Linked DNA regions of Mus musculus: regions 2, 3, 4, 5 and 6 are each linked to region 1. A link is a contact called in public Hi-C, HiCAR-type and HiChIP or PLAC-seq data. All regions are on one chromosome and are shown on one strand. Each heading gives the region's core, a stretch centred on a gene start, on an enhancer-like site or on the middle of the called end of the contact. The rest is flanking DNA. Distances are from core to core; before and after follow the strand shown. Region 1 overlaps Gm39767 (a long non-coding RNA gene). Region 2 has its middle 52 kb from the start of Mir3967. Region 3 holds the start of Apbb1ip (amyloid beta (A4) precursor protein-binding, family B, member 1 interacting protein). Region 4 overlaps Gad2 (glutamic acid decarboxylase 2). Region 5 holds the start of Pdss1 (prenyl (solanesyl) diphosphate synthase, subunit 1). Region 6 has its middle 29 kb from the start of Apbb1ip.

Evidence for each region. A called contact is a pair of places that touch in the nucleus more often than the background predicts. HiCAR-type assays count read pairs that join an accessible place to other places. HiChIP or PLAC-seq counts read pairs in DNA pulled down with a chosen protein or histone mark.
Region 2: a contact with region 1 is called in an H3K27ac HiChIP or PLAC-seq map of SST interneurons, with 10 times the contacts expected there. The contact joins two enhancer-like sites. A contact is called at or near these places in 1 of 39 promoter capture datasets (hippocampal neurons), 45 of 484 Hi-C or Micro-C datasets (the 63-12 cell line, the BV-2 cell line, the C3H10T1/2 cell line and 28 more) and 6 of 115 datasets of contacts at active chromatin or transcription factors (SST interneurons, embryonic basal ganglia, embryonic forebrain and 3 more).
Region 3: a contact with region 1 is called in a Hi-C map of cortical neurons, with 2.7 times the contacts expected there. The contact joins the promoter of Apbb1ip here to the enhancer-like site in region 1. A contact is called at or near these places in 9 of 39 promoter capture datasets (the HPC-7 cell line, cranial neural crest, embryonic stem cells and 4 more), 16 of 484 Hi-C or Micro-C datasets (the G1E-ER4 cell line, Th1 cells, adipose-derived mesenchymal stem cells and 8 more), 9 of 115 datasets of contacts at active chromatin or transcription factors (Th17 cells, VIP interneurons, bone marrow-derived macrophages and 6 more) and 1 of 9 other capture datasets (macrophages).
Region 4: a HiCAR-type map of Th17 cells shows a contact between it and region 1, with 15 times the contacts expected there. The contact joins two enhancer-like sites. A contact is called at or near these places in 3 of 484 Hi-C or Micro-C datasets (the N1E-115 cell line, cortical neurons and thymic regulatory T cells) and 7 of 115 datasets of contacts at active chromatin or transcription factors (SST interneurons, Th17 cells, differentiating embryonic stem cells and 4 more).
Region 5: a contact with region 1 is called in an H3K4me3 HiChIP or PLAC-seq map of embryonic forebrain, with 7 times the contacts expected there. The contact joins the promoter of Pdss1 here to the enhancer-like site in region 1. A contact is called at or near these places in 10 of 39 promoter capture datasets (the 3T3-L1 cell line, the HPC-7 cell line, the SN4741 cell line and 6 more) and 15 of 115 datasets of contacts at active chromatin or transcription factors (bone marrow-derived macrophages, cardiomyocytes, embryonic basal ganglia and 7 more).
Region 6: an H3K4me3 HiChIP or PLAC-seq map of forebrain shows a contact between it and region 1, with 5 times the contacts expected there. The contact joins two enhancer-like sites. A contact is called at or near these places in 6 of 484 Hi-C or Micro-C datasets (the G1E-ER4 cell line, the HPC-7 cell line, Sertoli cells and 2 more), 15 of 115 datasets of contacts at active chromatin or transcription factors (Th17 cells, embryonic basal ganglia, embryonic forebrain and 9 more) and 1 of 9 other capture datasets (embryonic tail).

Annotation. Positions count from the first base shown.
Region 1 is chr2:21,956,475-21,960,409 of GRCm38.p6, forward strand. It overlaps Gm39767 (a long non-coding RNA gene), which reads right to left. Exons shown (of 6, transcript XR_866004.1): 2 at 2,429-2,646. Among named protein-coding and RNA genes, the nearest start is that of Gm39767, 5.7 kb to the right of the region's middle. Within about 2 kb of position 2,072, at least 68 of the 459 cell types and tissues checked have an H3K27ac peak or open chromatin away from gene starts, as enhancers often do. A contact at or near this core is called in the G1E-ER4 cell line, the N1E-115 cell line, the P5424 cell line and 10 more, where this site is marked.
Region 2 is chr2:22,704,247-22,708,153 of GRCm38.p6, forward strand. No RefSeq gene overlaps it. Among named protein-coding and RNA genes, the nearest start is that of Mir3967, 52 kb to the left of the region's middle. Within about 2 kb of position 1,290, at least 24 of the 459 cell types and tissues checked have an H3K27ac peak or open chromatin away from gene starts, as enhancers often do. A contact at or near this core is called in the P5424 cell line, SST interneurons and cortical neurons, where this site is marked.
Region 3 is chr2:22,771,754-22,775,911 of GRCm38.p6, forward strand. Apbb1ip (amyloid beta (A4) precursor protein-binding, family B, member 1 interacting protein) reads left to right here and starts at 2,574. Exons shown (of 14, transcript NM_019456.2): 1 at 2,574-2,768.
Region 4 is chr2:22,678,609-22,683,057 of GRCm38.p6, forward strand. It overlaps Gad2 (glutamic acid decarboxylase 2), which reads left to right. Exons shown (of 16, transcript NM_008078.2): 13 at 2,680-2,829. Among named protein-coding and RNA genes, the nearest start is that of Mir3967, 27 kb to the left of the region's middle. Within about 2 kb of position 1,948, at least 21 of the 459 cell types and tissues checked have an H3K27ac peak or open chromatin away from gene starts, as enhancers often do. A contact at or near this core is called in the N1E-115 cell line, Th17 cells and thymic regulatory T cells, where this site is marked.
Region 5 is chr2:22,893,731-22,897,864 of GRCm38.p6, forward strand. It overlaps Pdss1 (prenyl (solanesyl) diphosphate synthase, subunit 1), which reads left to right and starts at 1,792. Exons shown (of 11, transcript NM_019501.3): 1 at 1,792-2,032. The coding sequence starts at 1,901.
Region 6 is chr2:22,742,885-22,746,970 of GRCm38.p6, forward strand. No RefSeq gene overlaps it. Among named protein-coding and RNA genes, the nearest start is that of Apbb1ip, 29 kb to the right of the region's middle. Within about 2 kb of position 1,982, at least 243 of the 459 cell types and tissues checked have an H3K27ac peak or open chromatin away from gene starts, as enhancers often do. A contact at or near this core is called in Th17 cells and forebrain, where this site is marked.

The sequences.
Region 1 (3,935 bases), core at 822-3,321:
GGCAAAGCAGTGCATGCTGTTCATCTGGCTTTTCCCAGCTATGGCATGCAATTACACATGGTAAGGGACAGCTTGGAGAGGCTCACACATCTAGCTACACATCTGGTCAGGGTTGGCCTTAGGAATCACTCTTTTCAACCTTTGTACTCATCCTGTGTGCTTAATTCAGCTACTTGTCCTTGAGTGAAGCAAGCACAGAAGAGACACTTATGGAAGGGAAATAATATACTGTATACTGGTGTTTAGAAGTATGTACAGAATGATCTGTCATGCTGTGATGTTCCCCAGTAGCCTGTGTATGTGTCATAAACATACTATTCCTCTGGGAAAATGGATGCTCCATTTACTCTGCTTGGATTTGTGTGTGTGTGTGTGTGTGTGTGTGTGTGTGTGTGTGTGTGTGTGTGAGAGAGAGAGAGAGAGAGATAGAGAGAGAGATAAAGACAGAGACAGAGAGTCAGAGACAGAGCACTGTATCTCATAAACCTATATGAGTAGTTATATGCTGAGATTTTAACAAATTAACTATAGCACATTAGCGCATGCACCAGGGAAGCAGATCTTCACCTTTCCCTCTGGCCCACTAAGTCCAATTTCCCATACTCCTCCTTCTTAGGTAGCAGACCTTCACCTGTGTTTGTTCTGACTCTCTGTCCCTATTCTATGGCACTAACTACATCCTGGTGGAATGTTCTCCTTTACTCTCTCCTGTGGAGCTGCTCAGTCCCCCACCCCAAACCATCCCCATTTAAGTGTCAGCTCCCAATACCAGAAACACATTTCACCAGGGAAGCACAGTATCCACAGAAGAATTTCCTATCAGGCAACACACAGCCACCACACTCTCCTAAGAATAAGAGGGCAACAGAAAACAAAAGGAAAAAAATCCACCTAACAAAGAGAAGACCAAATATCAGCACCTTGAACTACAATCTTCCAAATCCTAGATACTTACAATCCAGAATGAAAACACATTCATTAGCATCTAGGATGATAAGTCTCCTTTGAAGCCCAGCAACCCCAACACAGCAGACCCTCAGTATTCCAACATAGCTTAAAAACAAGAAAAAGACCTTGAAACAGCCTTTATGAATATAATGAGGTACTTAAAGAGGGAACAAATAAACCCCTTTAAAAAATCATCTGCAACACAGCAGTGGAAGGAAATGAAAAGAACAGTTCAAGACCTGAAAGCAGAAATAGAATCAATTAAGAAACCCAACTGAGGAAAATCTGGAAATGAATAAATTTAGGAATTTGAGCAGGAAGCTCAGAGGCAAACCTCACTAGAAGAATATAAAAGATGGAAGAGAGAGTCTCAGGCATTCAAGACACAGCAGGAGAATAGAATATATTGGTAAAAGAAAATGTTTAAACTCTAAAACTCCTGGCACAAAATATCCATGAAATATTGGACACTGTGCAAAGGCCAAATCTAAGAATAATAGGCATATAGGAAGGAAAAGAAACACAAGTCTAAGGCTCAGAAAACATTTTTTTAACAAAAATCATAGAATAAAATTCTCATGATCTAAAGAAGGAGATGCCTATCAAGGTACAAGAAACATACAGAACACCAAATAGCTCAGACTAGAAAATAAACCCACGTTAGCACATAATAATCAAAGCACTAACTGTATAGAACAAAGAGAGAATATTAAAGCTCCAGGGGAAAAATGACCATGGCCCAAGAGTTACACTTGACATCTCACTGGAGACTCTGTAAGCCAGAGGGACTGGGTAGATGTTCTACAAATTCTAAGATACCACAGATGGCAGCCCAAGCTACTATACCTAGCAAAAGAAAGCTATTTTGTTTGTTTGTTTGTTTGTTTGTTTGTTTTTCTGACTTGACAGCAAAAGCCTGGCACTTTAATTGCCTCCTACTCTGAATTCTTTACACATCATACAGATTCTGCAAGGGCATCTATTGGGCTCATTTTATCTCACAGTCTGTTCTATGTAAGGTTCAAGGTGAGCAGTGGATTTTGGTAACTCCCTTGTTTCTGATCAGCAGTGGCTCTTTGTCTTGTTTTCTTTCTGTGCTACATAGAATTGACCACTTGAGTGCAGCATTGAGTTGGCTTGAACTAAACTACTGTCACCAAGCAAGCGATCTGAACTCTGAAGGAGCTGACAGACAGGAAATGAATAATTCTCCACGTACGTCACTGTCTCAAAAATGACAGTGGGCTTTGCTACAGAAATTTATTTAAAAGCAGAACACCCTTGTGTGCCCCTTGTGGGAGCTTTTGACAATAAATGACTTGTTTTTTGATAGTTTTAAGAAGAAAACTCACATAGCAAATCGGAGTCAATGCACAAGCCACAATGGAAAGCAAGATTAGCTCTGCATTTGTTCATGATATGAAAGGGCACATCTGTTCTGGTGACCAAACATTCCCTCAGTCCTTAGGGTTCAACATACCTGAAGGAAAACGTTCCGTAAGTCAGATTTTCTCAACAACAGGTTGATAGCTGTGTTTTACTTAGTCAAGCAGTTTCCTGAAATGCCCAGTGCACTGTACAGATGCTGCAGTCTCCCAAGATTCCAGCGATGGCTGCAAATAGAGGCTAAGATGGTCTACTGAGCTCAAAGCCATGCCTCTGCAGGAATCTGACAGTCAAAACCAGAGTCCTACTGCTCTGTAAAACAAAATGGAGCCTGATGTTCCAAAAGCTGGGAAAGAACCAGAACCAGCCCTGGGAAGGACATTGTTCTTCAGAACCTTAGCCTTGTCTCTACTTTTCTCCAGGATCTGAAAAATAGAGTATGTTTTAATAGTTGGTGTCTCCTGAAACTCCAATGGAAATGTGTAATGAGGGATGGGAGTTTCTCTATAATTCTAAATTCTGTTTACCTAGTCTCTGGTTTATTATAAGAGTGTTTACGACTCATTTGCTAATCCAGTAGACATCCTCTGAATATCTAGCATGTATCCAGCACAGAGGAGACAAAGATGAAAGAGAGATTGAGGCTGTGTACTAAAGAGTTCCACAGTATAGGGAAAACAAAACATACACCTGAAAATAACTATAAACGTGCTGATTTCATTCAGGCTCTGACACCATTATCCTTCTACAGATTATTATTGTGTAATAATAACTAAATTATGCTTCAGAGGGTAATCTCAGAGAACAGAGGTCTAATTTTCTGGATGAGAAAGGTGCATTCCAGGGTATAAGGGTTGTGGTCACATAGTTGGTGTAAAATCCACAAAAGGAGTTGGATCATTTCCACTGACAAGAATATCATTCCAGAATGGAGGACTGTTGCAGAGATACACTGCAGCCTGCATTTCCCTGGAAACTCTAAGTGCTCAGTGGAAACCTTTAGTAGATAGGTGTTTATTGACCTTATTTTAAGATTTCTCCTGGCTTCCTTTGTCTGGACATGTCTCACCACTACGTTCTGTACTGCTTAGTCTCTGAGATTCTTAGTGGGCCACAGAGGGCCCTGACTTTTCATTGGCACCCAGTTTCCTAAGCTTTGGTGCTGGAACTTGGTTTTGGACAGATTAGTAAACATTTGCACTAGCGTATGAGAATTCAACCCTATGTAATTTTGCTTCCTTACTATGCCCAACCAACATCATTTCCCTATCTACATTTAACAGCATTTCTCAAAAGTCAGTGGGAAAGCTGATACCTCATGCTGGACAGGTTTAACAGCAGCACTTGTCAATTTCCAGGCTATAAACACTTTCACCATGGGCGCTCTCAGGCTGCCCATGTTTCAGTGGGGAGCTGTGGGGAAAACATGCAGCAGAGAACAGCTTCACAATGGTCACTCCAGGGCAGCTTCTGCAGACTGCTGCCCGGGTGAAGAAGGAGACTCAGCAATGACCTGCACTATTCGCCCTGACAGGCACACCTTCCTGTGGTGATATGAAGAGAAACACAAGGTGTCTCTTGTGGATTCAGTTTAAAAAATT
Region 2 (3,907 bases), core at 40-2,539, 750 kb after region 1:
TTTGGGAGGCAGAGGCAGGCGGATTTCTGAGTTTGAGGCCAGCCTGGTCTACAGAGTGAGTTCCAGGACAGCCAGAGCTACACAGAGAAACCCTGTCTCAAAAAAAAAAAAAAAAAAAAAAAAAAAAAAACCTCAAAAAAAAAAAAAAAAAACTCAAAAAAAAATTTAAGGGGATTTACTTTCATGATAAAAGCGATATTATCCGTGTGTGTGTGTGTGTGTGTGTGTGTGTGTGTGTGTGTGTGTGGTTTTTAAAGATGCCTCCTGCCTTAGGTTTTTTTTTTTTTCTATGTATAACAATGAAGGGATTTTGTTTTGTTTTGCTTTGCTTTGCATTGTTTGAGACAGGACCTCCAGTATGCATCCAGAGCTGGCTTTGAACTTGTGACCCTCCCATCTCATCCCCAGAGAGATAGAATTACAGATACCTACCTGCTTTCATGTCTAGCAGTAAAAGGATTTTAACAACCACGTTAACCCAATCAACATTTGAATAACCTGCTTGGATTTAATGATGAAACAAGAAATTGCAGGTGTTAATTCTGATCGCCAAAGGATTCTCCTGTCCTTAATGCCTGCTGAGGAACCAAGTCTTATTAACTTCCTTCCCAGGAACTTCCACAGCCAAGTACACACACAGCTATGGTGCATGTTATAGGAGGAGCTGAGTTTTCCCAGGCTTGGAAAATAAGCTCCTGCCAAGAGAAGTCAGAACTGCGGGCCCATGTTTTCATCCCTCTCAGGAGCTGGCTGACAGCTCTACAGCTGGAGTAGGCCTGGTTTGCTTGAAAGCTTGCTCTGCCATTTATTAGCTGACTAGATCTCTTATGCTTTCCAAATTCAGTTCTCTCATCTCTCAGACAAGGACAAAAATAGCATTTGACACTCAGGGTGATAATGAATATTCAAATGAGAAAATTGTCCAATGCCTGGAACGCAATGCATTTTGTCTTACATGGAGCTCATTTTATTTTGTACCACTGCATAGAAGGACCAGACATAAACACAAGGTCTCCCTCTTACAGGAATCCTTAGAGGACTGTGTTCTGTCAGCCAATAGTTCTAAGAAGGAGCTGCCATAGGTCATTCATGAAGACAGAAGTCAGGGTTGTAATGGTGAGTGGGGTTACAGGGAGCTAAGGAAAAGCAAGGAACAATCATAAGTTAAACAGATATGGTGGTACTTTAGCGGCTGAGACAAGAGGTTAATAAATCTTGAGGCAATTCTGACCTAGATGTATTCTTGTGGGAGGAGTCATTCCTCATTGTGCCTCTCCACAACTGGCTGGCTGCATGACTTATGTTCAGGAAAGAACAGATGGCTCCAATTATTACTTAGCAGCCATGGTATAAAGAAAGAGTTTCTTCTGAATGAAAGCCTCTTAAAGTTGCAATGCTCACTGTTTTGAAACATGGATGAAACTTCAGGAAAAGTGTCTATTAAGAATGCACTATCTATACCTTGATGTGAGTGAGGCCACTGAATGACTGTTTCTGCTTCTGTCTGCCTGCCTTGCCTATGAGTAAATCCAATGCTCAAAGCACATCAACTCACTGATAAATGATTGTTGCAGGTGTGTGATAACTGCAGTGAGGGACCAAAGAAATTGCAAAGCCACCGTCCATGTTTCTTTCTTCTCTTTGTTTTAGTCTCATTCTGAATCCAAAGCAGCTACAACAAAAATATTGAAACCCCTTTCAATCGTTCCTAGATTAATGTAAGAACTTTCTACTTCTTTCTTTTTTGTTTTTATTGGTTATCACTCTCTTTTCCTCACCTGTACAATGAATGGTTTGTAGTACCTATCACAGTTATGCTAGTGACTGACCTCTGCACACACCCCTTGCCTTTCCTTCCTACAGTATTAAAACTGTCTCCTAGTGAACCAGTTAACCAGGTCAGAAATTCACTGAATGTGACTGTTTACTACCCTGAGTAGCTCCTCATATAAACTAAGGGGTGTTGTTGTTGTTGTTGTGTTGTTTTGTCTTGTTTTTACTTATATAAATTATTATCTAGGTTGATGTGCTTCCAGCAAAAACAGGAAAAAATGCCGTGGGATTTTGCACATTGGGAGCAGATTTTATTTTGGTGGGCTCATTTATAGGGACTTTATTGGAGTCTATTAAGACAGGGTCCCATAGGGGATGGGCTAGATAATCACCTATTAGCTGAGGCCACCTGAGACAGAGGACCCCAGGTTGACAGAGCACTGCAGCTGCCTTTGCTGCAGAGTTGACTCACATGATCGACAGAAGTCTCAGCACTCAAGAATGGAATCAGCAAGGCTGCATGTCTAGAGCCAGTGAAGGGAGGCAGCTGCTGGGCAGGAATCACATTCTGGCCCCATTTACCTCACAAACAAGCATAAGAATCTACTCTCCGAGTCCCTCCCTCACAGCTGCACCACACAAGGACTCTGTCAGACAAGAGCAAGCTAGAATACCCAAGATACAATTTGCAAAACACAAGAAAATCAAGAAGAAGGAAGACCAACGTGTGGATAATTCATTCCTCCCTAGAATAGGGAATAAAATATCCATGGAAGGAGTTGCAGAGACAAAGTTTGGAGCTAAGACAAAAGGGTGGACCATCCAGAGACTGCCCCACCCGGGGGTCCATCCCATAATCAGCCACCAAACCCAGACACTATTGCATATGCCAGCAAGATTTTGCTGAAAGGGCCCTGATATAGCTGTCTCTTGTGAGGTTTTGCCAGTGCCTGGCAAATACAGAAGTGGATGCTCACAGTCATCTATAGGATGGAACACAGGGCCCCCAATGGAGGAGCTAGAGAAAGTACCCAAGGAGCTGAAGGGGTCTGCAACCCTATAGGAGGAACAACAATATGAACTAACCAGTACCCCCAGAGCTCATGTCTCTAGCTGCATATGTAGCAGAAGATGGCCTAATCGTCCATAATTGGGAAGAGAGGCCCCTTGGTCTTGCAAACTTTATATGCCCCAGTACAGGGGAATGCCAGGGCCAAGAAGTGGGAGTGGGTAGGTAGGGGAGCAGGGCAGGGGGAGGTTATAGGGAACTTTCAGGATAGCATTTGAAATGTAAATAAAGAAAATATCTAATAAAAAAAATTAAAAAAAAAAGAAATAGGAATCATGATGATCTTACCTCCCTATGCTCAATCAAAGGAAAAGTGGAGAAAAGAAAGGAAGGAAATGGAAAATGTGTTAGTCATTATTCCTGTAGGGGTTTAAGTAGCACATAGCTGCTTCAGGAATCTGGTAAACATAATGGTCTTTACTGTAATAGAGAAAATGTACGCACTATGTATATTTATATCCTATACATGTATATAAAACATTTATTTATATAATTTTACCATGTTAAAGAGTACAAGAACTACATAAACCATAGGTTATGTAACATATATGTTTGTATTATGCAAATTATATAATGCATAAACAGCTATCTAAACTGCCTACTCCATAACTCTGCTTTTCCTTTCAGGATGTCTGCCTAGTTACTGAAAGAGTCAAAATAAGCAGCAGAAATACTGAATTTTTGCCTAGTATTCTGGGTAGGAGACAAAAATGAACTATTATAATCGTGAGTTTGAGGAATTACTGTTGTGTTTTATAAAATGGCAGATGTGGTGTGGGGGAAAGGAGCGCCTCAGTGGGCCCTGCCAAGATGTCCTGAATAGTCAAACCATGTGACAGCATAAAGGGGACTTTATGTGAGACCTAGAGAAGGGGTTAGAGGAAGAGAAAAGGGGTGAGAGAAGGACAGAAAGAGAAGAGAGAGGAACAGGAGAAGAGGCCAGCTAGGGACACATGGGGGAAGAAAGAGACTGTAGGAGATGAGGAAGAGGAGACAGAGAGGGGAAGAGGGAGAGGGAGAGAGAGGGGGAAAGGAAGGGGGAGGGGGAGGAGGGAAAAGGGGGGA
Region 3 (4,158 bases), core at 1,324-3,823, 820 kb after region 1:
CCTGTTTACCTTTCTATAGAGGCTGACCTCTGGGTTAGTTACCAGAGCTGCTAGTGACTCAGGTCACACTGTTTCTAAACCCTCTGGCAGTCCCCCATCTCCACCCAGAGCCCATCAGCAAATCACAGTTCCTACTGTTAGTACGCTATTGGAAGCTACCATTATTTTAATGTTAATATTTATTTTTCTCTTTGAGAAAAAAAAATCTCCTTAAGTACTCCAGGCTATACTTGAACATAGAACTCCCCTCTCGCTCCCCACCCCCACCTCTGTAACTCAACTAGTGCTGGGATTAGGGGCTTGAGCCACAAGTTGGGTTCAGCAACCACCATTTACAACCAACCGTTTCATCTGAAGTGTTGCCACAAACCAGTAAGGGTAAAGTTAAGTATAATTCATTCATATTCTTCTTCCTCCCTCTTCCCTCCATCCCTCTCTTCTCTCTCCTCTTCCTCCCACTCAACTGCTTTTCTAAGTGTTCCTTAAACCGTATGATGACTTCTAGAATAAATCAAAGAACGTACCCAGTTGTTATATTCCTACTACTATCTGTCCATTATTATTACAGTACAACCCGAAGTCCTCTGACTGACCACAGGTCCTACTTAATCCGGCTCTTGCTCACATTCTCCCCTCATCCTCTACCTCTGCCTGCCTCTTTCACCCTACTGCAACCCTGACATCTTATCTTTCTGCTCTTGGCTCAACACACCCCATTGATCATCTCTTGGGATGCTTTTCGAGCTTCTGAATGACTGGTCCTTATCATCAGAACTCTCTGACCATCTTTTCTCTTCGGGAGAATCGCTCTCCATCCTGTTGCTTGTTTTTGCTTTCTGTTGCTCTCAATGGCATCCCACCTCACTACATCAGCCTCTACAACCATCTTGTCATCGTGTCCTTCATAACCTCGTCTCTTTTCCATTCTCTTCTCGCCACCCAAGGCCATACTGTTACTAGTTTCCTTGATGTTTTTCCAGGCTCTTCAAGGGCTGTCCTAAATGAAGACTTTAGAGGTATCAACCTTTCTTTCTAGGATATTCTTGTGTAAAACTCCTAACATCATTGGATGGCTCCTTTCATTTAGGTCCGACTCAAATGCTGGTCATAAGGTTGATCTTTTTCCACAACTCCAATTGACATAGAAGCCCTATCAGCATAACCATTACTTTATACCGTCACCTTTTATTCTTTCTCAGCATGTTGACTATGCAGTGTATTAGCTGTTTTCTGTGGAGTAGGGTGTGCCATCCAGCAAAGCAGCAATCCTTTCTGTTACTGCTGTTTATGTTCTTCTTAGACAAACTATATATAGTCTCCCATTGAGTACTGGAACTATCTGAAATTAATTATATGTCTAATTTATATCTTCATGTCTCCACCATTTTGCCTTACAGTGAACCCTTAAAGACACAGCTGTGTAGAGGAAGAGAAATTAACTCAATCATCATTTAAAATCATAATTGATTTTAGTGGCTGTATTTTCAGATCTCCCTAAACACTTTCTCTCAGAGTGAGTCCCAGTCAATCTTGTGATATACAAGCTATGAACAAACAAAATCATAAGAACAAAACCAGAAAGTGATCTTGGTGGCACATGAGAGGCAGGAGGATCTCTATATGTTCGAAGCCAGCCTGATATACATTGTAAGTTCGAGGACAGCCAGTGTGACAATTACACTCTGACTTTAAAAAATAAAGATGTTGGAGGGACCACAGCCCATCATCAGAGTAGTCTCCACTGAGAACAGACACCTGCTGAGCCCTTCCTTTACCTCCACCCAGGGAAAGATCTACTCTGGCACAAAGGCCATCACACTGCACCACTTCTCTGTCCACCCTAACTGGAACGTCCCCTTCTGGGCTGGTCCAGGAAGTCTTAGACAATGGCAGATTGAGGAAGTGCAGCGAGGGTTGAGGTAAAGACATAGAAGGCTGTTGCAAAATAAGCTGGCCCCTTTACCCTTTGTGGAACTTAATAGATTGGGATTGATCCACACGATGTGAAAATAAACGGAAGACAGGCCTCAACAGAAGCAGAGGGTCCTTTTATTAAAACAGTGAAAGGAGGCAGTCTTGGGGGAAGTGGAGGCTGCGCAGATGCTCAGGGAGCTTGACGGTTTTGTGGGGCAGAAAAGGGAACTTACATCTGTTCCGCTCAAGTCTCAAAATTGTAACCAACGTAGGTTGATATTTAGATCTCCTTGGGAACTAACTGCCTGCAGGTGTTACTGACTGGTGAACTCTCTTGTAGGGAGTTTCTCAGCTAATCTGAGACTTTTAGTCCTGAGCACCCCTTGAGCACTAACCCTTCAGACTAGCATCTGGGCGTTAGTCTCAGACTCTTACAAAGAACACAAGACCCACACAGATGAGAGAAGGCTTTCTCTGACCTTAGGGCAGGAAGTGTTTTCTTCCAGGGGTGGACAGGGTTTGGAAAAAACAACCCGAACTTGCTAAACTTGCGGAGCCCTTTAGGCGGGGCTTGGTGTCTGTCTATTCTCCTCCAGGGCTTTGCTAGCTAGCACCTCCGTGCAAAGCCGAGAGTCTGCGCCGCCGGGTGGGCAGGGCTCAAAGCACTTCCTCCTCCCTGAGCCCACGTCCTCGCCTCGAGGCCGGTCCAGCCCAGAGGCGCCAACCACTCATCTCTGCTCATTCCGGTGCACTTAGGCTCAACCCGGCCCATCTCTGGCTCAGCCCCGCGCATCTCTGCACAGCCTCCTCGCATCTCTGCAAGCCCCCCTCGCACCCTCCTCCCAGCAGTCAAGGTAAGCGGCACCCTAGTCCTGCGCACGGGTTTGGGGTACTCAGGCTGCCACACTGCGTGTCCTATGGGGGTGGGGGAGACAACAGTTGTGGCACAGGTCCACGCACCGGCCACGTGAACACGCCCCCCCCCCCTTCCCCTGGCAGCCAGGAAGCTTCAGGTCCCCTGGGCACCTCTTGTGCTCTTGACCTGTGGCTCCCTCTTCTCCCCACTGCGTTTTGTTTTAACAGATTTTCTGCTTAAGAAATGTTACCAGGTCTCAGGGACCCCACATTAAATTGAGCTAATCTTGAAACAAAACATCCCCTGAGGCATTTTAGGGCACCTCACATTAAGTGGTAGTCTGAGGAGACTCATTTGAGAGTCAGAGGACACATAGCTCAAAGTGTTTCCCTTCATTTAAAACTTTAACTGCAGTTCTGCTTTTTGAAGCCTGTCTTTCCCTCTCAGTCTCCTTTTCTTTGTAAAAAATGTGGTAAGGATAAGTTTGAATACCAGACAAGGGTTTCCTAATTTAGTTTGGAGTGAAGATTCAGAAAATGCTTTATATATTGAAAGACAAGAATGCTCTTGTATACCACCACCACCACCACCACCACTGCCACCACCACCGCTAGAACCCCCAGTACAGGCCCCTCGCTCGGACTTTATCACGTGTACCTCTTCATTCCCCTTGGCGATGTATTTCTCAGCTTTCATACCAAGGTGCAGAGTGACATGTGCTCTCCTAGAGCGTCTCAGCATCTCTGTTCAAAGAGTAGTTTTGTGATGGGAACGCCGAGTAAAGGGGAAAACTGAGCAGACAAGAGGCTGTGGGTTTATCCTCCATACCGGCAGTGATATGGTGTGAACAAAAGCAAGTGCGCCAATCTGGGACTCCAAACTGAAACTTCAGAAAAGAAACTTTGGCTTTCATACTAAACCGAGGGTTTTGCCTTCTGGGCCTCCCTAAAATGGGAGCACGTGGGCCTGAAGAGGAATGCTGGCTAGCAAGATAGCAGAAGATAAGAAAAAGAGTCGCTTGTACCCAATGTCCTTCCAGGTGGTGTCTCCTGTCTGATCAGTGAACTCAGAGTCTAGCAAATGTAATGTCATCTTCAAACTATTAGCACTTAACTTGTAAATTCTTATAAATATTTGTGACCTTTCTGGTACTTGGTAGAGATTCCAGTTGTTGCTCTACATCTTTAGGATACTAGCACACAGAGATGAACTTAATTACATTATTTTAACCACACTGGAACTCGGGGATAAATGAGATTATACCACATAAGAATGGAGACACTAACAGTGCTCAGAAGGAATCCGGTGAATCACATGCTGCTTCAATCTTGTATTCAATTCCAGAGGGAAAAGGAGAATGTGCCAACAGACTTTGTTATAAGCTGAAA
Region 4 (4,449 bases), core at 698-3,197, 720 kb after region 1:
AAAAATTCAGGTGACAGCAGATGCTGGCGTGGATGTGGAGAAAGAGGAACACTCCTCCATTGTTGGTGGGAGTGCAGGCTTGTACAACCACTCTGGAAATCAGTCTGGCGGTTCCTCAGAAAACTGGACATAGTACTACCGGAGGATCCAGCAATACCTCTCCTGGGCATATATCCAGAAGATGCCCCAACTGGTAAGAAGGACACATGCTCCACTATGTTCATAGCAGCCTTATTTATAATAGCCAGAAGCTGGAAAGAACCTAGATGCCCCTCAACAGAGGAATGGATACAGAAAATGTGGTACATCTACACAATGGAGTACTACTCAGCTATTAAAAAGAATGAATTTATGAAATTCCTAGCCAGATGGATGGACCTGGAGGGCATCATCCTGAGTGAGGTAACACATTCACAAAGAAACTCACACAATATGTACTCACTGATAAGTGGATATTAGCCCCAAACCTAGGATACCCAAGATATAAGATATAATTTGCTAAACACATGAAACTCAAGAAGAATGAAGACTGAAGTGTGGACACTATGCCCCTCCTTAGATTTGGGAACAAAACACCCATGGAAGGAGTTACAGAGACAAAGTTTGGAGCTGAGATGAAAGGATGGACCATGTAGAGACTGCCATATCCAGGGATCCACCCCATAATCAGCATCCAAACGCTGACACCATTGCATACACTAGCAAGATTTTATTGAAAGGACCCAGATGTAGCTGTCTCTTGTGAGACTATGCCGGGGCCTAGCAAACACAGAAGTGGATGCTCACAGTCAGCTAATGGATGGATCATAGGGCTCCCAATGGAGGAGCTAGAGAAAGTAGCCAAGGAGCTAAAGGGATCTGCAACCCTATAGGTGGAACAACATTATGAACTAACCAGTACCCCGGAGCTCTTGACTCTAGCTGCATATATATCAAAAGATGGCGTAGTCGGCCATCACTGGAAAGAGAGGCCCATTGGACTTGCAAACTTTATATGCCCCAGTACAGGGGAACACCAGGGCCAAAAAGGGGGAGTGGGTGGGCAGGGGAGTGGGGGTGGGTGGATATGGGGGACTTTTGGTATAGCATTGGAAATGTAAATGAGTTAAATACCTAATAAAAAATGGAAAAAAAAAAAAAGAAGTGCTTGCTATAATGCTACATCTTACTAGACTGTAAGGGGAATTTTCTTTTTCAAATTCAATGCCTTCCTCTTGCTCTAATACAAACACATTATATTTTTGTCTTACTTCAAAGATAACTATAGAGTTCATGTAATGTGAAGCCCAAGCTGAAAGTAGAGTCAATTCTATTGTCTACCAAGTGTTCTGTCTATATTGTTCTGAATTTTAGTTTGGATAACCTTTTTAAAAAGGTTCTCTCTTCTTCTCCAGCGCAGTGATCACATTTTGGTCTTTTCTTCTCTTGTCATGAGTCACAAGAGAAAGAAAACCAAATGTCAAAGCTTTTATGAAATCACAATTACACAGTAGCTGACAGAAGAATCAGAAGCTTCCAGCAGATGTGATAAATTGAATCGTGGTGGGGTTTCCAGGAAGAGATTGGCGGTGCCATTGTAGTCAGAAGCATGAGTCACTTGCTGTTCTTTGGAACAATCACTTTGCTGCTTATTTCTAGAATAGGGTTATCGTACTTGGGTGAATTCATGGTCACTGACAGGAAACTCTCCTTTGCAACTACCACAAGCAACTAAATGTGAAAATGTAATCTCTAAGCCTGACCCTTGGGAGAGGAACAGAAGATGGGAAAAGTTGCTCATTTAGGTTCAATCCAGGATTGCAGCAGCTTTGGATAATCTTTGCATTCTAATATATAAGAATAAGAGCAATGAGCTATTGAATAGCTCAAAGTCTGAGCATTACAGGGGGATGAAAGTGCTAGAAGAACCTTAGTAATTGCATTGGAAGAACTAGTTGGGCCTGGAGAGACGAGACAAAGGTTAGGCATACTGACTAATCATTCAGAGGAGCCAGGTTTGACTACCAGCACCCACATGATAGTCGACTATTTGTATCTCCAGTTCCAGGAATCTAATATCCCTTTTTGGACTCTTTGGGCACTAATCCACATGATGGACAGACATACATGCAGGCAACCTGCCCACACACATAAAATAAATCTTAAAAACTAAAGAACCTACAAGTTTCTGAAGTCTCTTCCTCCCCTTCTTCTCTACTCTCTCCTTTGCCTTCCTCTTTAAAAGGGTGATCTTGCTACGTAACCTTGACTGGCCTAGAATTCACTGTGTAGACCAAGGTGACCTCAAACTTGCAGCAACCCTACCTCTACCTCCCAAGTATTGGGTTTCTGAAATATTTTAACTACAATAAAACTAGATCAAGATAATCCCCCAGAAAATGAGCATCACTCTGTGACTTTTATTTATCTACATATTATTATAAATGTATTTCTTAAAATTAAGAAAACAAAAGTATAAGTGTGTCCCTCTGGTAGCACTCTACCTGAGCCTTCATCCCACAAAATCAACCCATGATGCTTGCCTGGACAGTCTTATCCAGTAGTTTTTCTGTTTAATTCTTTCTGTGTTCTTCTTCAAAAAGATACAAGAGAATTTAGCTTTATGATTTTTCTTTCTTAACAATTACCCACAGAGCCATGCTAAAGAGAGTGCCCTGAATTTTCTCTTTGCTCCTGTAGGGACTGATGCAGAGCTGCAACCAGATGCATGCTTCCTACCTCTTTCAGCAAGATAAGCACTATGACCTGTCCTATGACACAGGAGACAAGGCCTTGCAGTGTGGACGCCATGTGGATGTCTTTAAATTATGGCTCATGTGGAGAGCAAAGGTAAGCCCAGGCCAATTATAAGGCAACTAAAGAAAAGAAAACCTGTCTGACAAACTTTTTAAAACATGATTGCTAAATGAAGAGTTACTCAGGGAATTCTTTTTAACCCTGTGTCTGCATGGCTGCATTCTCCATGGGCAAGAGCATAATTAACCCACTGTTTGTCTCCTCTCACATCCTAGGGTTTCTAAAGCTTCCTCAACTCAAAGACCCATTTTGATGCATCTATAAGAATCACTTCTTACTGTTGTCATCCTCATTGTTATTTGGCTTATTTTATTCACCCCCTTCTCCATCTTGTTTGATGATCTGTCTTGATGACTGATTGCCTGAGTAGATTAGTATGTTTTAGAAGGAAACCAGAATGGAAATGCCTACCATGAACACTTAATTCCATGACCACTCCAGTGGATGATTTCTAATGAGAAAGTAATTTTCGAAACTCCAGAAGTTCCCAGTCCTTTGTATGGGGTCCTGTGTAGTTCAAAATTTACCTGGATTATGATCCTTCCTCTACCAACAAGGTCATTTCTGTAGGTCAGAGCCTATATTTTATTAGTTTATTCTCTGGCTGTTTTATGTGTGTATATAATCAAATCTAGTCACACTTGTCCCTCCATCCTTTTCTATTCCTCCTGCCCTCAAATCTCAAGTGCAAATTCCACTTTCATATCTTTTGTCGGGGGAGTGGCTTTGCTTTATGAGGTACATGGTTTAATTTTGACTAGACTCTCAGTTTACAAGTCACAAAATCAAACAATGGCCAGAGCTACCTGTAGACACTACAGAACCTAACTGAAAAATATAATATCATGGAAAACAAAGGAAAACGAGCAAGGGGTAACTGAAGAGAAATCAGGAATGCCCTTCCTGTGTGATTGATCAAGAGGCCACTACACATCTGACTCTGTGTTTTCACTGTCTACATAGTAGGCAATAGGCTCAGTCCCACAGGTTGATGTAAGCAACTTATCAGCAGACATGTTCCCATTCCAGGAAGAAGGCAGGCAAGGGCCTTTGTAAAGAGGTACAAACTGTGTCCTCAGTAACAAACTCCACAAACTGTTCTAGAAAATTCTTCCAAGTAGAGGCATGTGAGATGGTCAAGAAGGAAAGAGAAAATTTTTACTGATAGAGAAAGTGTAATCCACAAGTGTTTTGTAGGATCTTCTTTAAGCCTATTCTAGACAGAAATACAAGCTTAGTGAAAGGAAAAAAGAAACAAAAAGCAAAAAACGAAAAAAAAAAAAAAAAAAAAAAAAACCTCTGAGATGGTTCCCAGGAATAGCATGTCCTCAGGAATTCCCCTTTATATTACCCCACTGAGTTTTCTCAAACTGTTTGGAAGTGTCACCACTGCTTTTGGGAAGCCTTGTAAGGGTAGTGTACACTGGGCCCCAATTCTTTTGACCTTGACAGCACCCCCCCCCATCACCCTTGAAGCCATATGCTTGTAATTCTAACCCTTGGGAGCAGAAGGGTCATTGTAATTTTATGACCAGCCTGGTCTGTAGAGAAAGTCAGAAGTTAGACAAAGGTATGTGGAAGAAGACCCTATCTCAAAAAGCCCAAAACAAAACAAAGCAAAAGTTAAGAGTCTGCTGAAGACATAAGCAGCTC
Region 5 (4,134 bases), core at 542-3,041, 940 kb after region 1:
TAACCATGTCCTTCAAATATTGACTCTTAGGAAGGTACCAACTGCAAATTTGTGAATTATGTTTCTTCTTGTTCTGCACCATACTTACATTTAAAAATGTTGGGCCTAAAGCTGAACACATTATTTTCATATTTTATATTAGGTTCATATGTCGTAGACCCCAATTCAGTTCACAGCACCCATATTCAGCTGCTCCCAAACACCTGCTCCAGGATCAGACTCCCTCTCCTGGCTAGCCTAGTTGGGTCAAAAGAAACATCTATGAATTATGTGTGTCTTCTTGATAGATTATTAGGAGTCAGAGTTTAGCTACACAACAGTGTTAGAAGCCTTAAATGACTTCACATATATTTCCTAGTTATCTTGCATCTTGGATACTACAGCTCAATGATTTTGTGTCTGTGTTGGTAATGAGGGTCTAACCTGGGACTTGACTATACTAGGAACGTGCTCTTTTGCTTATACCACAACCCACTACAACTTCTTTTTAAGAGCCAGGGCTTTTGTTTTAATCTGGATAATTTTTACATTAAAAAATGCCCAGCAGAATTGTGGATTGCTATCCTTCTCCCTGTGGGTTATTCCTGTTGCCCTACCTGCAAAGGAAGATTACCAATAACAATATACCACAGGTCATAACATTGTCAAAAGAACATGAAAGTATTTATTGCTACACTTATCTAGGCAAAGCCTACCTATTTGATTATTTCATTCACTCATTCATTAAGTAATTTGTGGTGTTGGGATGGAACCCAGGATGTTGTGCATGCTAGGAAAACACCCAACCACTCAGTCAAAACCCTAAACAGCAAACGTTTTATTTTGACAAGTTTCATACATGTATAACCTCCATTTTTAACATAGAAACCTAATAAGAAAATAATGAGCTCAACTTTAGGGTTAACCCTCTTTAAGTGTGTTGCAAACAAGAAAAAAAATTATGATTCAGAAAATTACAGCTGGTTTATTTCTTCCTAGGAGGGAGACTGGGAGGAGAGGGGGGTCGAGATGTAAAATGAATTAATGAATGAATGGGAAAAAAAACATCAACATGGGAAGGCAGTAAACTTCTTCAGTCTCCCCAGCGCTTGCCTCTCATTGCCTCCACCTAAGATTATGGCGTAAGATTATTACGAGCATGTATAATCATTTGATGAAAGTGTTATAAAAATGCTGTTTCAACTTCGGAATAAATCCGACATGCGACAGGCAAAATGAACAAATGAAACAACGACAATAAAAACATTTTCTTGAGCATCCTGAGCTGCACTGTATGCATTAGCAAATAGAGTTGGAAATGGGGACGCAGGTCGGTAATCTCAGCAGCAATAGGCTGAGGCAGGATGGTCAATTTGAACCCAATCTGGTCTATACAAAGCCAATCTGGTCTACACGGCGAGATAAGATAACGAAAAAAAATTAATTTTGCGTAGTTCATTACATCCAAGGGTTGGTCTCCCATATCCAGACATGAACAAAACCGCTAAACTATGCATGTATACATCTCTAAGGCTTTCAGGATAGAGTCCAAAAGCTAAGAGATAAGGTCAACTTAGCTTCTGTTACACAATAACCCACAGCGTAGACTAATTAGAGGAAGTTGGCACGTCCACTCGGAGCTTGGCATTGCGAAAACAATGGCCTCAGGGTTAGCAGGTACCGGAACCAGATTTCTGCACGCTTTGTCCCGCGTAGGACAACAGTTCGGACGCACATTTCTGGATAAAAGCGGACGCGGCTCCCGACTAGAGCCAGTGGCTCCGAGGAGGGTTGAAGAGGACAGGCGACCGGGTGGGGAACAGGGTGCGGCTTCGCGCTTCCGGTGCCCAGCTTCCGGCTCCGGGTTTGGGCTTGGGGCAGAGGCGGAGCTACGGCCCGCCGCGACTTTCAGACTTGAACCATGGCTATGCGCTGGTCGTGCTGGCGGCGTGGCTGCTCCTGGAGGCCGACCGCGGTCGGGAGCCCGCGGCGGGAACGACCTGGCTGTGTGGAGCCTCTCGGAACACGTGCCGCCTCGGACACCCGCGCGCAGGTGAGGCCGGGACGCGCGCGCTGTCCGCGGCGTAGAGGTCACCATGCCAATGACAGCCGGCGATCCAATGAATGGGAGGATGCGCACGTGCGCCGGGGCCTGCAGTCCCCACTGGGTGGGACACCCGGGAAGTGGGACTAGTCGCGGGGCCAGAAGTGCGGAGCTGCTGATCGGGCATCCAGAAGACATTGGGGTTGAGGTAGAGGGAGCGGCGGAGCGCAGCCCTGTTAAGCCGGGGCTACCCGGGTGTGTCGAGAGGACAACCAGAGCCAAAGGGACCTCTGCTTTCACTTTCCTAGCAATTTCGGGTTTCGGATCCAGTTAGCCTCAAAATTCGGAAAGGGTGTTGTAGCGACGCAAAGTGATGCTAGCCAGGGTGGACTTCAGTGCTGCAGGTGCTTACAAGAGAACGCACGCCTGAAAGGCGCTGGAAGGACACTAGAAGGAGAAGAGCCGAAGGGTGTCATGAGAGACCTATGACTTCTTTGAAGTAAAATCATTATCTAATTAGTAATTGCGGATTCTTAAAACTGTCTCCTACTGCGTTTGATTACAAATTCATTTTCTTTTGGTTTTTAGCCCTGTAAATGACTCTCGCTTCTGTGTGAGTTGGGTCAGTCCGTGCCGTGCTTTACCTGGCAGTATCTGCAGACTGACTTTTGAAGTTAGTGTTTTTTTCACTTTGGGTTTTGGAGACCTTTCCGGCCACCGAGTAATTGTATAAGTAATTCATCTTTCATTTTAAAAATAATCACCCACCTCTTAAATTTTAGTACTATTTGGTACATTTCATATGTCAGTGTACTTATCAAACTCTATACTAGGAGGAGATGTGTAACATTTATAAATATGTGGCTTGTACTAAACAAGATGCATAAAACGGATTATCCAAAAAAGAATTTGGAGAGAAAATGCAAGCTGCTCTAAATAGAAAGAATAACAAATAAGAGAAAGAGAGCATGTAGGAAGAATCTTAGAGGAAGATAGGCTTTGTAGGGATCCATTTTGATACTGCAAGCTAGACTTTAGAGGGTTTGGGGTTTTATCTCTATAGAAAGGAAGGAAGGAAGGAAGGAAGGAAGGAAGGAAGGAAGGAAGGAAGGAGAAAAAGGAAAGGAAAAAGAAAAGAAACCTCACCTGTGAAAAGAGTTTTTCTGGAAAGAATCTTTGTCATTGGCATCCATATCCGTTTCCTTGAGCAAAAAGGGAGACTACTTGACCGTCCAACATCATGTTTTTCTCATTCATGTGTTAACTTTCTACTATAAACATATTTAGAATTCAGGTGTCTACTTCAGACATGAGTGCTTTCATTACTTCAGGTCTCTCAAGGACTACAAGACTTAAGGACAATTATTAAAACAAATTTGTTTCTCCAACATAGTATCGTACTGTAGCCCAGAGTAGCCTAGAACTTACTGTCAAGCTAAGCATGGCCCCAGATACATTATAGTAGTCCTGCCTCAGTTTCCACCCCCATCCCTATCCCTATAGCAGTGCATTAGACCTAAGCAACCACACCCGATTTTGTCATTAATTCATATTGAGCACTTTCTCTTATTTTAAAAAGTCAATTCTCAACTAGGTCTGTAATACTAGCATTTGTTAGAAATCAGGAGTTCAAGGTAATCTTTGGCTACAGAGTGAGTTGAATGCCAAACTGGGCTGTATGAGACTTTAAAAACATCTTAAGGGGCAGAGTTGCCTTTCAAAGCGAGTAAATGATATAGAGAGGGAATAGAATCTGAAGTGGAAAAATTATTTTCACTGCCATCCTCAGTGAGCCCCAGAACTGGTTGTAAAGAACTGGTTGCCATTTTAAAACATGATTCTTTCCCTTTGAAAACACTGCCCTGAGGTAGCTCTAAGTAGAATACAGGTTGACTGAGGACCTGAGAATATAATTGAATAGATACTATCTTGTGTTTCTGCAGAACTAATAGTTATAGTTCAGTGGTAGAACACTTGCCAGTCATTGGCAAAGTTCTGAGTTGAGCCCAAGGACTGCAGAGTAAATAAAAATAAGTGTATGCTGTACATTGGATTCTCAAGTTAATTATATATATATATGTATGTATAATATGTTTGAGTATTCTATGTAT
Region 6 (4,086 bases), core at 732-3,231, 790 kb after region 1:
CGAGAGAGTATCCTTGAAATGAAATGAGAATCACAACAAGTATTTGTTTGGAAATATGTGGGGAACTATGTATGTGGATTTACAGACAAGAAAACAAAACAAAACAAAACAAACAAACAGAAAAAAGAAAAGCAGAAACAAACAAAACAAAACCCATGTGACCACATAGAGATCCTAAGGCCGAGTTGTAACTGATTCCTGTTTTTAGTATTTATGGTTCTATTTGGTTGGGGTGGTGGTAGTGTCCTTCCTACACTCCCCTTGCATGAGTTAGAGGGTCTTCTTCTTCTTCTTCTTCTTCTTCTTCTTCTTCTTCTTCTTCTTCTTCTTCTTCTTCTTCTTCTTCTTCTTTCTCTTCTCCTCCTCCTCCTCTTCCTCCTTCTTCTTTATGGTCTACAGAGTGAGTTCCAGGACAACCAGAGCTACACAAGGCAAGGCAAGGCAAGACATATACATACATACATACATACATACATACATACATACATACATACATACATAATGTTTTTTAAAAAATTAGAGCCGGGCAGTGGTGTCACACACCTTCAATCTCAGCACTTGGGAGGCAGGGGCAGGCAGATTTCTGAGTTTAAGTTTGAGGCCAGACTGGTCTACAGAGTGAGTTCCAGGACAACCAGAGCTACACAGAGAAACCCTGTCTCAAAAAAACCCAAAAACCCCTGTCTCGAAAAAACAAAAACAAAAACAATAACAAACAAAAAATTAGAAATACAAAGCCAGATTCTGCCTTAGAAATCCTTGAGGTAGCAGAGCGGGGTTGGGTGAGAGTGAGTGAGTGAGTGAGTGAGTGAGTGGAGCCTTCCCTTTCTGATAGGGTGTGTTATCAACTCCATTACCATTTCCAAAGGGCTACATAGTGCTGGAGCAATGTGGACAGGAAAACAAGTAGTTCATAGAGAGAAAGACACAGATGTGCTGGTCCCTACCCCCACAAGGAGATGGCTGCGTGGGGGTGGGGAGTAGGGGGAGGTGTTGAGGGAGAATTTAGGTAGCTTAGACAAATAAATAACTGGAAACTTCATTTATTTATTTATTTATTTATTTATTTATTTATTTATTTATTTATTTAATTGAGTGTATGGTGGAAGAGTGAAAATGGGTCGGGAGGGAGGGAGGGAGGGAGGGAGGGAGGGAGGGAGGGAGGTCTTCCCAAGCTGGGATGACCCATGCCTTGGGAAGGAAGGCTGCCAGTCGTTCCAAACAAATGGATTAGTGTGTAGTCACTCCCAGTGCTTTATCCAAAAGACTTTGGTCTGGCCTCCCATTTTATTCTCAAAGGGCAGTCTGGGAACCCTGCACAGATACAAAAGGAAAACATGTCAGGTCCAGTCAAGTATGCACTGGGGACAGTCCGTCCCGCCACCAGGTCCCCTCCCCGTGAGAGGGAGAGAGGCGATGGGGGCGGGGGGGTGTGTGGGAGAGGGGTCTTGCCGTGGGAGGGGCGGCCCAGCCCCCCACCCCGTTGAAGTGTGGGGGGGGGGGGGCGAAGCGGGGCGACGGGTTTCTAGGGTATCTGGCTTCCTCTGCCCCCGGATTAGGCGAACGCTGCTGCGGCGGAGAGGGGCGGGGTGGTTCCGCGCCACAGCTGAAGCGGCCCCACCCCACCCCACCCGCGCCCCGCCAGCCACCTTCCACCCGGGCCTTCCCCAGGTGTCCAAAGCCAGAGCTGGTCTCGGGGAAGTGCGCCTGGCAACCGCAGGTTTCTTGCTGGCCCCATCCCCTGCCCCGCCCAAGACCCTCCCCCCTCTGGGGGTGGGGAGAGTGAGGCGGGGAAGCGGGGACAGCGGCTGCGGGATGCGGGGTGGGGGGATCGGCGGGAGGGTTGAGGGACCGGGAGGAACGGGGAGTGGGAAAGATCCGCTGGGACCACCGGCTCGCCGGGCGTGCCACCAGGTTGAATCCTCCGGAAGGACTGCGCAGACCCCACCGGTTTACCTCTTAAAGGTTTCACGCCCTCTTGAACTCTCTCTTCAAAGTTCTTTTCAACTTTCCCTTACGGTACTTGTTGAATATCGGTCTCCGGCCCGTATTTAGCCTTAGATGGAGTTTACCACCCGCTTTGGGCTGCATCGCCAAGCAACCCGATTCAAGAAAGACCCGGGCCAAAAAAAGGCCCGGCCTGGAGCAGCGTATGCTACATTTGCCTCACAGCGCTGTGCGCTGTGCGGTGGATTCCTGGTTAATTTCTTTTCCTCCCCTGGCTAATATGCTTAAATTCAGCCATATCTGATCAGAGGTCGAGGTCGAGGTCAGAAAGGACAAGAGGGCGTGAGGCCTCGGGAAGAAGAGTGGAGAGCTGAGCTGGGAGCGCCCCCCCCCCCCACACACACACACACACACAAGACCCACCAAAACAGGTCCGTGTTTGGCATTGCCCCAGGCACCTTCTACTTAGTAGGAAACCCTTGATAATTTCATTTACAACTCAATTTCATTTATAACTCAAGTACAACTCACTTTTGCTTACTCAATCACTTTTCTTCTTTCATGTATGCAAAAGACACTCAAATTATATGCAACAAATCAAAATAGGGAAATTCTCTTCTTCTCTTTTCTTTCTTCTTTCTCTTTCTTTCTTCCTTTCTTCCTTCCTTTCTTTCTTTCTTTCTTTCTTTCTTTCTTTCTTTCTTTCTTTTTCTAACCCCAGCCACATACTCTACCATTAAGTTATAGCTCTATCCAGACCTACAATGTTAATAGTCTTAATTTCTTGGATTCACTGTTTCATAATTTCCAAAGCCAGAGCTGATATTTGCAGATGTGAAGCAAGACAGTACCTGCTCTGAATAGCTGACTTCCATTCTGACCAATCAGTACCTATACACTAATGGCACTGAATATCCTTGTATTTCTATGGGCTTTTGCGGGGATGGAGGGACCTGTATGCAGGTCAGAGAACAACGTGCAGGAGTCAGTTCTCTCCTTCTACTGTGTGGGTTCCAGAAAGTTAACTCAGGTCATCAGGCTTGGTGAAGCATCCTTACCCACTGGGCCACCTCATCAGTCCTAATATTTTATCACATTTGTCTACGATGGCTTAAATTCTTTCTAAACTGCATTTAAACCCTCCCAAAAAAATAAAACAATGCGGTACAGTTTAAACATATTGAGGGACAGATGGTTGTGAAGTTGAAACCCCGCTCCTTTTAAACATCTGGTGTCACTTCAGTGAAAGTGAAGGTCATATTCACTCATTGCTTCCTAAATTTATCAGGCCACCTCCTATGTCAGGTTAACCTTGATATAAAAACTACTTAATCATTTCTCTACATATCTGAACATGATCATGTATACTCTAAGTGACTTACAGTGGCCCCGCTATAGGGCAACTCTGTCACACTTAGAAAACATATCATGAATGCTTGATACATATCAATCAGTAGAATGCTATCTCTTCTCTTCATGACTAGCATGGGATTTCCATTACTAAGGTCAGTAATGCACTAGTTTTGAAGAAGTAAATGAAGCTTTGGCTAATGTACTATTGGAGGCCCAGTCACCAATAGTAAATATGTAAAAGAAAAATTGTTGATAAGGCTTGAGCAGGCGAATATTACTAGCATCAATTCTGACTCAGCATATATCTACTTGGAAGCCAACAGCATGTCAGTGGGGTCTTTTCCCAATGAATAGTATTTTCTCCCAAAAAATATTTGTCAGGATTTGTTGAAAAAAATAAATCCCTGATTCTCCTGAGCAAAGACCTAGGGTAATTTAAAGGCTGCAATAGTTTGGATGGTGGAGTGTCCTTCAAGTGATATAGAATTGTGGTCTAAGCCTTTTTTTTTCCTCCAGTCATGAGTTACATCTTTTTGTTCTTTGGTTGTTGTTGGTTTTTTCTAATATGTCTTACTGCTTCAGCATAGGTTAGAAAAAGTGGGGTGAAACAGTGGGGCCCCCAAGATCAGAATGCACTTCTCTCATTATAAGTTTCTTACCTCCAGTATTTTTTTTACAGCATCAGAAAGCTGACTAACAAGAAGCTTCCCCCTAACATCTGATGCTATAAAAAAAAAAAAACCAATTGAACCCTCCCAGCAAATAGTAATGAGGAAGGAGAAAGTG